Regions from separate parts of the Mus musculus genome. Here region 1 is linked to region 2. A link is a contact called in public HiChIP or PLAC-seq data. All regions are on one chromosome and are shown on one strand. The core of a region is the stretch at or near the end of the contact, and the rest is flanking DNA. Distances in the headings are between cores, read along the strand shown. Region 1 has its middle 20 kb from the start of Sema4d. Region 2 overlaps Secisbp2 (SECIS binding protein 2).

Region 1 (3,644 bases), core at 1,013-3,512, 140 kb after region 2:
TAGGTTAGGCAAGTTATCCCAATTATTCTCTCCTTTTATGATATTTAAAGCCACACAAAATCTAGTTCATCTTCCTCTTGCTCCATCTTCCTTCCTTCTCTCTCTGTCCTCTCCCTTCTCCAAAAGTCTCCTCCCTACTGCCTTTTCCACTCTAATCACAGGCTCTCACCTTATCTTATGCCTTCCCTCACCTACATATAGACATCAATCCATAATGTGGACCAGTACTTACACTGAAAGCTTTTCATAATGGTGCATCCAGAGAGCAAGCTGCCCCACTGGGGTAATTATCCTGTTTCTAAGCAACCAGGCAGGTCATGATGCAGCTTCCCACTGTTCCTTAGAGATCTCCTTCAGATCCCAGGCTGAGGACAGCTGGGGTCCCATAGAACTTGAGATGCAGTAAGTGAGGCTCCTGCCTAGGAGCCCCACTTCATTGTAGAGGTTGTCCTAGAGAGCTTGGCTTGGGTCTCTGTTCACCTCCTTGCTTGGATCCCCCGTGGAATGGAAGTCCTGTACCGTCAGGGGACATAATTAAATTGTCTACAAGGAGAGGGGGCAATTAATGGGGAGGGGTGGAAAAGGAGAGCAGGGAGGCAGAGCTGGGGGGGGGGCGGTGGAATATGCTCCACATTCAATATGAATATTCTCGTTTTCTTTCTGTTGTTGGGCTAAAACACTCTGCCCAAATGCATCGTTGGAGAGGAAAGGTTTTGATTGGTTTAGAGGTCCGGGCCACAGCCTATCACTGAAAGAACTCAAGCAGGAACTTGAAGGTAGGTTTGCTCTGTGGTCCTCCCAGCATCGCCTCTCACCGACTCACATCACACCTAAGAAGTACAGCAGAGCTATGGAGAGCCTCTTACTCGCTGGCGCTTTTGCTGGCTTACACTCGTTTGGCTTTCTTGTTAATTCAGGACCATGCATATAAAGGATGACACCACACACAGTATGCTGGATCCTCCTGCATCAATAAACAATCAAGACAATCCCTGCCCTCATCCCCCGGTTGTGCCCACAGGCCTATCTGATCTGATCGATCCCTCAACGAAGACATCTTTCTTAGATGTGTCCAAGTGACAGTGGATGCTAACTAAGACATATATGCACATGGAAGAAAAATTAAACCAATAAGACAAAACTTCCTGTAGGTCTGGCACAGTGATGTACGCCTGCATCCCAACACTTGGGAGGCCAAAACAGGACGGCCTCAATTTTCAGGCTAGCCTAATCTACACCATGAGCTCTGAGCCAGCCAAAGCTACAGAGTAAGCAGCTGTCTCAGAAAGCCAAAAGAGCAACAACAAAAGAGAAAATAATTCCCTGTGGCAGATGATTCTTAACAACTTTCTTCTGCAGAGGACAGGATTGGGCCAGGAGGTCTCATGATAAAGAATAGTTCTGAGAGACCCTGGGCCATCTCAGACGGTGACTGGGAGCCCTCCAGGAGTCCAGGCTGCGTCGACTGCCAGGCTGAGAAAGGCTGCCATAGATGGATGGGTGGCCCTCTGTATACACAGACTGTAATTTCCAGATTCAACCCCTGAAGATCTTGTTCTGCATGTTCAGTCTGCACTACACCTAGGTGTCTACACTGAGCATGTGCCAAGTCTTCCATGGTTCCCTAAATAATGAAGTCAGAGACCTATGCACATAGCAATGTTCATTGGTGTTGGAAGTAGCTGAGAGATGATTTAAAGTACACAGGAGGGGCTGCGTAAGCTCTATGTAAACTTCATGCTGTTTTATATAAAGAGCTTTAGTATGTACAGAAAGAACCCCCTCTTCCCACCAGGGATACAAAGGCCGACTGCACAGAGCCAAGCTTAGCCTAGTTCATCTCTGGACTATAGTTTTTCCCCCTAAGAGGACCACTTAGGCAGTGGTCTGGTCAGACCAGAGTAGCTTTATTACCCCCAGGAGGTGACTCTGTCTCTCATCACATGCATGTGGGTGGAGTAGAGTCACACTGTGGTTGGGCTAATTACTGCATCACGCCTAGTATTCCCAGCATGGACACTCGCCCAGGGCCATCCATGTGTGTCCTGAGCACTGTTCCTCGTTCATTTCCTAGTGGATTTCATCTGACCTTCATCCTCAGGAACCCCACAGGGCAAGACAACCTTGCCCTTTCTCCAGAGTTGGAGGTAGCCCCATTTCTCTTAAGGCTACAGACTCTGTGTCATCAGCATCCTGGAGTCTGTCCCCCAACTACCCAGCCTGACAAGTTGGCAGGAAGCTTTGCTGCTGCTCAGAAGGTGGAAATATACGTTAATCTCCCAGTTGCCATGACAACTGTCAAAACAGTAATGACAGGATGCGGTCTGAGGCAGGGCATGCCCCAGCCTGGCTTCTTTCCAATTGATGTGCTTGTGGCAGGGTCCTCAGAGGGTGGATTTGAGAAAGCTATTGCTGTTATTTGCACAAGTGTCTTCCCATGTGTTGAAGGCTCATGGGTTAAAGGCATGTTTGACAGGGTAGTAGAAATTTCCCCATGGTAGAACCTTTAAGAGGAGAGCCAAGTGGGAAGTCTCCAGGCCCACTGGGGGTATATATACCCTCAAAAGGGATTGAGGTGCCCCGTCTCTCACTTCCTCATTGCTTCCAGGCCTTGAGGTGAGCAGCTTTTCTGTATATTGCGTGTCTATCATGTGACCCGATGCCTACCTCAGGCCTAAGCAGTGGTGTCTATTGATCCTGGAACAGAATATCCAAAGATGTGCACACAAATGCACCTTTATTTCTCAGGTGTTTTGTTATGGGGATGACAGACTGACTGATGTCACGATGGGAGTGGAGAGGGTCTCTTGGCCACAACAGCCCCTGCTGTGGAGTGGAGACAGTCACACCTGGAGTCTATTTTTTCCCCAGTAAATGGGGGAAAATGCTGCTGTGTGGCAGGTCGCTATGTGAGAGACAGAGCTGATGTTATCAGGGCTTGTAATACATCATCTGTGAAAGGCAGCCTGGGCTTAATGAGAAATCTCCACAGCCTGTGAAGAAGAAACTGAGACATTGCCCCAGAGGATGGAGTCAGCCTTGGAAATGACTTGACTGGGGCTTTCCAACAGCACCCATCTATACTTTATCGCTCTGGATCTACCTGTAAAGCGCGCCCTCTCTAAGCCAACTGAATCTGGATTTCCCCCTTAGGTTCTCTCAGTATGTGCACGTACGGAGGACCAAGGGGATGTCAGCAGTCACCTCCCATCAGTCATTCATCTTATTCTTTGAGACAGGTTTCTCAATCAAGCCCAGTGTTCACTGATACGGCTAGTCTTACTAGCCAGCTTATTCTGGGGTCTCCTGTCTCCTCGTTCTGGGGTCAGAATTTCAGGTGGGCCACCATGTCCACTCGACATTTATGAGAGTTCTGGGGGGTGGGGGTGTCTAAACCTTGATATTCATACTTGAGCAGCAGGCACGTTAACAACTGAGCCATCTCCTCAGCCTCTCTCATTTATTTCTTTTGAAAAGGAAATATTTTAAATTTTACGTGTGTGTGTGTGTGTGTATGCATGTATGTTTGCATGTGTGTGTGCATACGCCTGCAGCAGCCAGAACAGCTTTGCATTCCCTGGAGTTTTCATTACAGGAGATTGTGAACCATCCCATATAGATGCTGGGAACCAACTTTGGGTCCT
Region 2 (3,377 bases), core at 119-2,618:
ACCCAAACAAAAAGAATCAAGAACCATCTTATTTAAAGCTAAAAGGTGTCCCCAGTTATCCTACTGTGGGGTCTAGGGCGGAGCTCATCTTGTCAGGCTGAAGGGCAAGTGCTCCTACTGGCTGACCATTTGCCGGCCCAGTTAACCCTTGTATGATGTCGAGATTCCAGGACAGAAAATCTCCATGCAAGGTGCTATTTTCTCAGGGTCTCGCTGTATTCTGCCTGCGTGGATCTCCCTTGTGTGGGTGGATGGGGGAGAGACAGACATAGCATGGTGTGGAGCAGTGGCTGGGAGCTTTATGTCCTGTTCCACGGGCAGTAGGCAGAAAGAGCGACACTGGATCTGCCGCGGGCTTTTGAAACCTCGGGCCCACCCCAGTGACATGTTCTTCAGAAAGGCCACACCACCTAATCCTTCCTAAACAACTTTCTTTAGCTGGGACCAAACATTCAAATATGTAAGTCTGTAGGAGCCTTTCTCATTCAAACGACCGCAGACACCACTCTGGACAGGGTATAGTCAGTGCAAATGGACTCTCCTGTGCCAGCTCTGTGGATGTGCAAGTAGATCACACGTGTACTCATGGCGGCCAGAAGAGGAGGTTGGATAGTCTCCATCACTCTGTCCTGTGCACTCCTTTTGAATCAGGGTTTCTCCCAGAACCTGGGGCTCTTTCCTTCTCAGCTAGACTAGAAATGGCCAAGCCTCAGTCATCTCCTCTCTGATCCCGTAGAGCTGTGATTACAGGTGTGCACACGGTGCCTGGCTTGGTACACGGGTGCTAGGATCCTCGTGACTACAGAGCAAGCATTCAAATGATGTACTAAGCTTCCGGCCCCTTTGGTTTGTTGCTGTGAAGTTTATATAAGTTCAACTTTTTCAACTGTACAATTTAGAGGTCCAGATGAGGGGATGGATTCAGTGGTGCCATTAGGTGCCAGACAAGCAAGCAGGTCTAGCCACATGTCTGCTCCTAACAGTGTATGAGAGTAAGGCTCTGTAGATGCAAGCTGCTGTGTTGTAGAATGAGGAGCAGCCTAGAAGTAGTGTCGCCTGTGGACAAGTTGTGTAAGTGACTCAGGGATTGCATGAGTGAGGTCGGACGGACAAAACACTAGTTATTTTAACATGACACTCCATAAGGGAGTGGCCAAGACATGCTTAGACAAATTCTAAGAGTTCTTGGAACAAGGTAGTGGGCACATGCGGGGTTTGTTGGTTATCATTCCTTTTTCTTTGGTATTTTAGAAATCATATAATCATCTGTGGTAATCAAGGGAACTGACAGGAGCAGGGAGGGGCAGGAAAAGAGAATGGTGAGGAGAAGAATGTTCAACCTATGAGAGAGCCGTGTTCAAAGGCTTTAAACATGAAGGGGTAGAGCACAGAGGGACCAGCGATTGCCGTGAAACAGCGCTGTGGTAGGAAGTGGGGTAGAGTGGGAAAGTTCAACTCCGGTGTTCAGTACTTACTACAGTTACTAATTGGAGGAATCAACTGCCCATAGCGGGATTCAGAGAATGATTTTGTCCAGAAAAACTCAAGAATCAACTAGAAGCAGGACTTGAATTTTGTAAGAGCCATGTAATATAAGTAGACAAACAATATTACTAAGAAAGCAGTAATCAACTTGTGCAGAGGCAGTACCAACTGAGTGTGTCGTGATAAACAGTTCCCAGGAGCCACTGGTAGTAAACACAAGACCAACCACCTCAAAATAGCCCAAATCAAGCAGTGTGGTCCTTGAAGTTTTAGGCTGTACGACGACACAGTCTGTTTGACTGTGGCCAGAGGACAGACCTTCCCAAAGTATTTGCAAGCAGAGATTAAATACCATTTGGAATCCATGCCTATGAGAAGGTGGTTTGACAAAGGTCAGTAAGGTTGTGGATCAGAGAGTGCATGGGAGACCCCTCCAGACCCTCGGCCTGAGCTGAGGGACCGAGTGGCACCCCCTGTGTTGCAGTTGGAGCAGTGCCAGTCCTGTCCAAGGATGCCTCCTCCAGTGAGAGGGGACGCCGCTCCAGTCAGATGAAGACCCCACACAACCCCCTGGACTCCAGTGCCCCCCTGATGAAGAAGGGGAAGCAGAGGGAGATACCTAAGGCCAAGAAGCCCACCTCACTGAAGAAGGTATGTGGACATTTTCCATGGAAGCAAGACACTGGAAGACTGATGCACTCTGCCTATTTGCCTGCCACTCTCAGCCCTTCAGTCTTTTCAGTTGTTCTGGGGAACGAAGCGAAGGGCATTTCTTATGTAGGAAGCATTCCACCACTGAGCTAGAGCCCAAGCCCACACCTTTGACTGTTAAGGATCACATTGCAGACCAACGCTGCACCAATTGTCAGGGGTTCCTGGTGAATGGTCCTTCTCCTCATACCAAGACAGTGGGCGTGAGGCCAAGACAGAGCCTTCCTGTTCCTGGGGGCAGGACAGACACACACCCAGCGTGGGGCACTTGCATTAACCTTCACATACGATGCTGCTTCCTGGCACTCTGCCAGTGACTGAAAGTTTCTCTGCATACCTCCTGTTCACCAGTTGGCCCTATGGTGTGGGTGTGTGCTCTGTGTTTGTTTAAATGTCTGTGGTGAGTGACTCTTGTTCCACACATTTGGCCTCTGAGTCTTGTGTTTCCAGAGAGAACTGTGTGATGCTCATGTTATATGTGGTGTGGAGCAAGCCACCCAGAGGCATGACTGAACTTAGGCATTTCTCAGGCAGAAGAGCTTATCTTTTAGGTGCAAGTATGTAGGGTATTTGTTTTGTTTTGTTCTGTTCTGGTTTGATGTTTTGGTTCCGTTTGGTTTTTTTTAGATAATTTTGAAAGAACGGCAAGAGAGGATGCAGCAGCGACTCCAAGAAAGTGCTGTGAGCCTGACGGTGGCCAGTGATGACTCACAGGATGTGGAGAGTGGCGCCAGTAACCAAACCCCCAGTCAGGACAACCCCACAGGTACCAGTCCTCTGAGTGAGTGTGTATGTGTATGTGTGTGCGTGCGCGCACGCTTGCACGCGCCTGAAATAATCTTTCAGGTGAGAACTACTGTGAGAATGGTGAGCTGTGGTAGAAACTGTGGGAACTCCGCCAACCCCACATGGACCTTGTGGTAAAATGCAAGTCAGCATGGCGCCTGGAGGATGTGGTTTCCACAGTCTAGCCTTATAGGACACAGGAGCGAGCCCCTTCCCGAGGTTTGGTGTTGGGGTGGATGGTGGGATTTCCAACCATAAGGCTATTTACCAAGTGTGTCATGAAAATTAATGTGTACGGGTTTTTCAGAAGACTTTCTATGGAGTTGCGTGTTCAGAGAATGTGCATAGTGCAAATGTATGTAGCTGAAGGACTTCAGCATGAGCAAACAGCTCAG

Evidence for each region. HiChIP or PLAC-seq counts read pairs in DNA pulled down with a chosen protein or histone mark.
Region 1: a contact with region 2 is called in an H3K27ac HiChIP or PLAC-seq map of T-cell acute lymphoblastic leukemia, with 3 times the contacts expected there. The contact joins two enhancer-like sites. A contact is called at or near these places in 42 of 484 Hi-C or Micro-C datasets (B cells, CD4 T cells, CD8 T cells and 24 more), 10 of 115 datasets of contacts at active chromatin or transcription factors (CD8 T cells, the HPC-7 cell line, T-cell acute lymphoblastic leukemia and 4 more) and 3 of 9 other capture datasets (embryonic stem cells, liver and pancreatic islet).

Annotation. Positions count from the first base shown.
Region 1 is chr13:51,811,814-51,815,457 of GRCm38.p6, forward strand. No RefSeq gene overlaps it. Among named protein-coding and RNA genes, the nearest start is that of Sema4d, 20 kb to the left of the region's middle. Within about 2 kb of position 2,263, at least 75 of the 459 cell types and tissues checked have an H3K27ac peak or open chromatin away from gene starts, as enhancers often do. A contact at or near this core is called in CD8 T cells, T-cell acute lymphoblastic leukemia, Th2 cells and 1 more, where this site is marked.
Region 2 is chr13:51,674,318-51,677,694 of GRCm38.p6, forward strand. Secisbp2 (SECIS binding protein 2) reads left to right here. Exons shown (of 17, transcript NM_029279.2): 11 at 1,970-2,136; 12 at 2,824-2,962. Among named protein-coding and RNA genes, the nearest start is that of Secisbp2, 24 kb to the left of the region's middle. Within about 2 kb of position 1,369, at least 26 of the 459 cell types and tissues checked have an H3K27ac peak or open chromatin away from gene starts, as enhancers often do. A contact at or near this core is called in CD8 T cells, T-cell acute lymphoblastic leukemia, Th2 cells and 1 more, where this site is marked.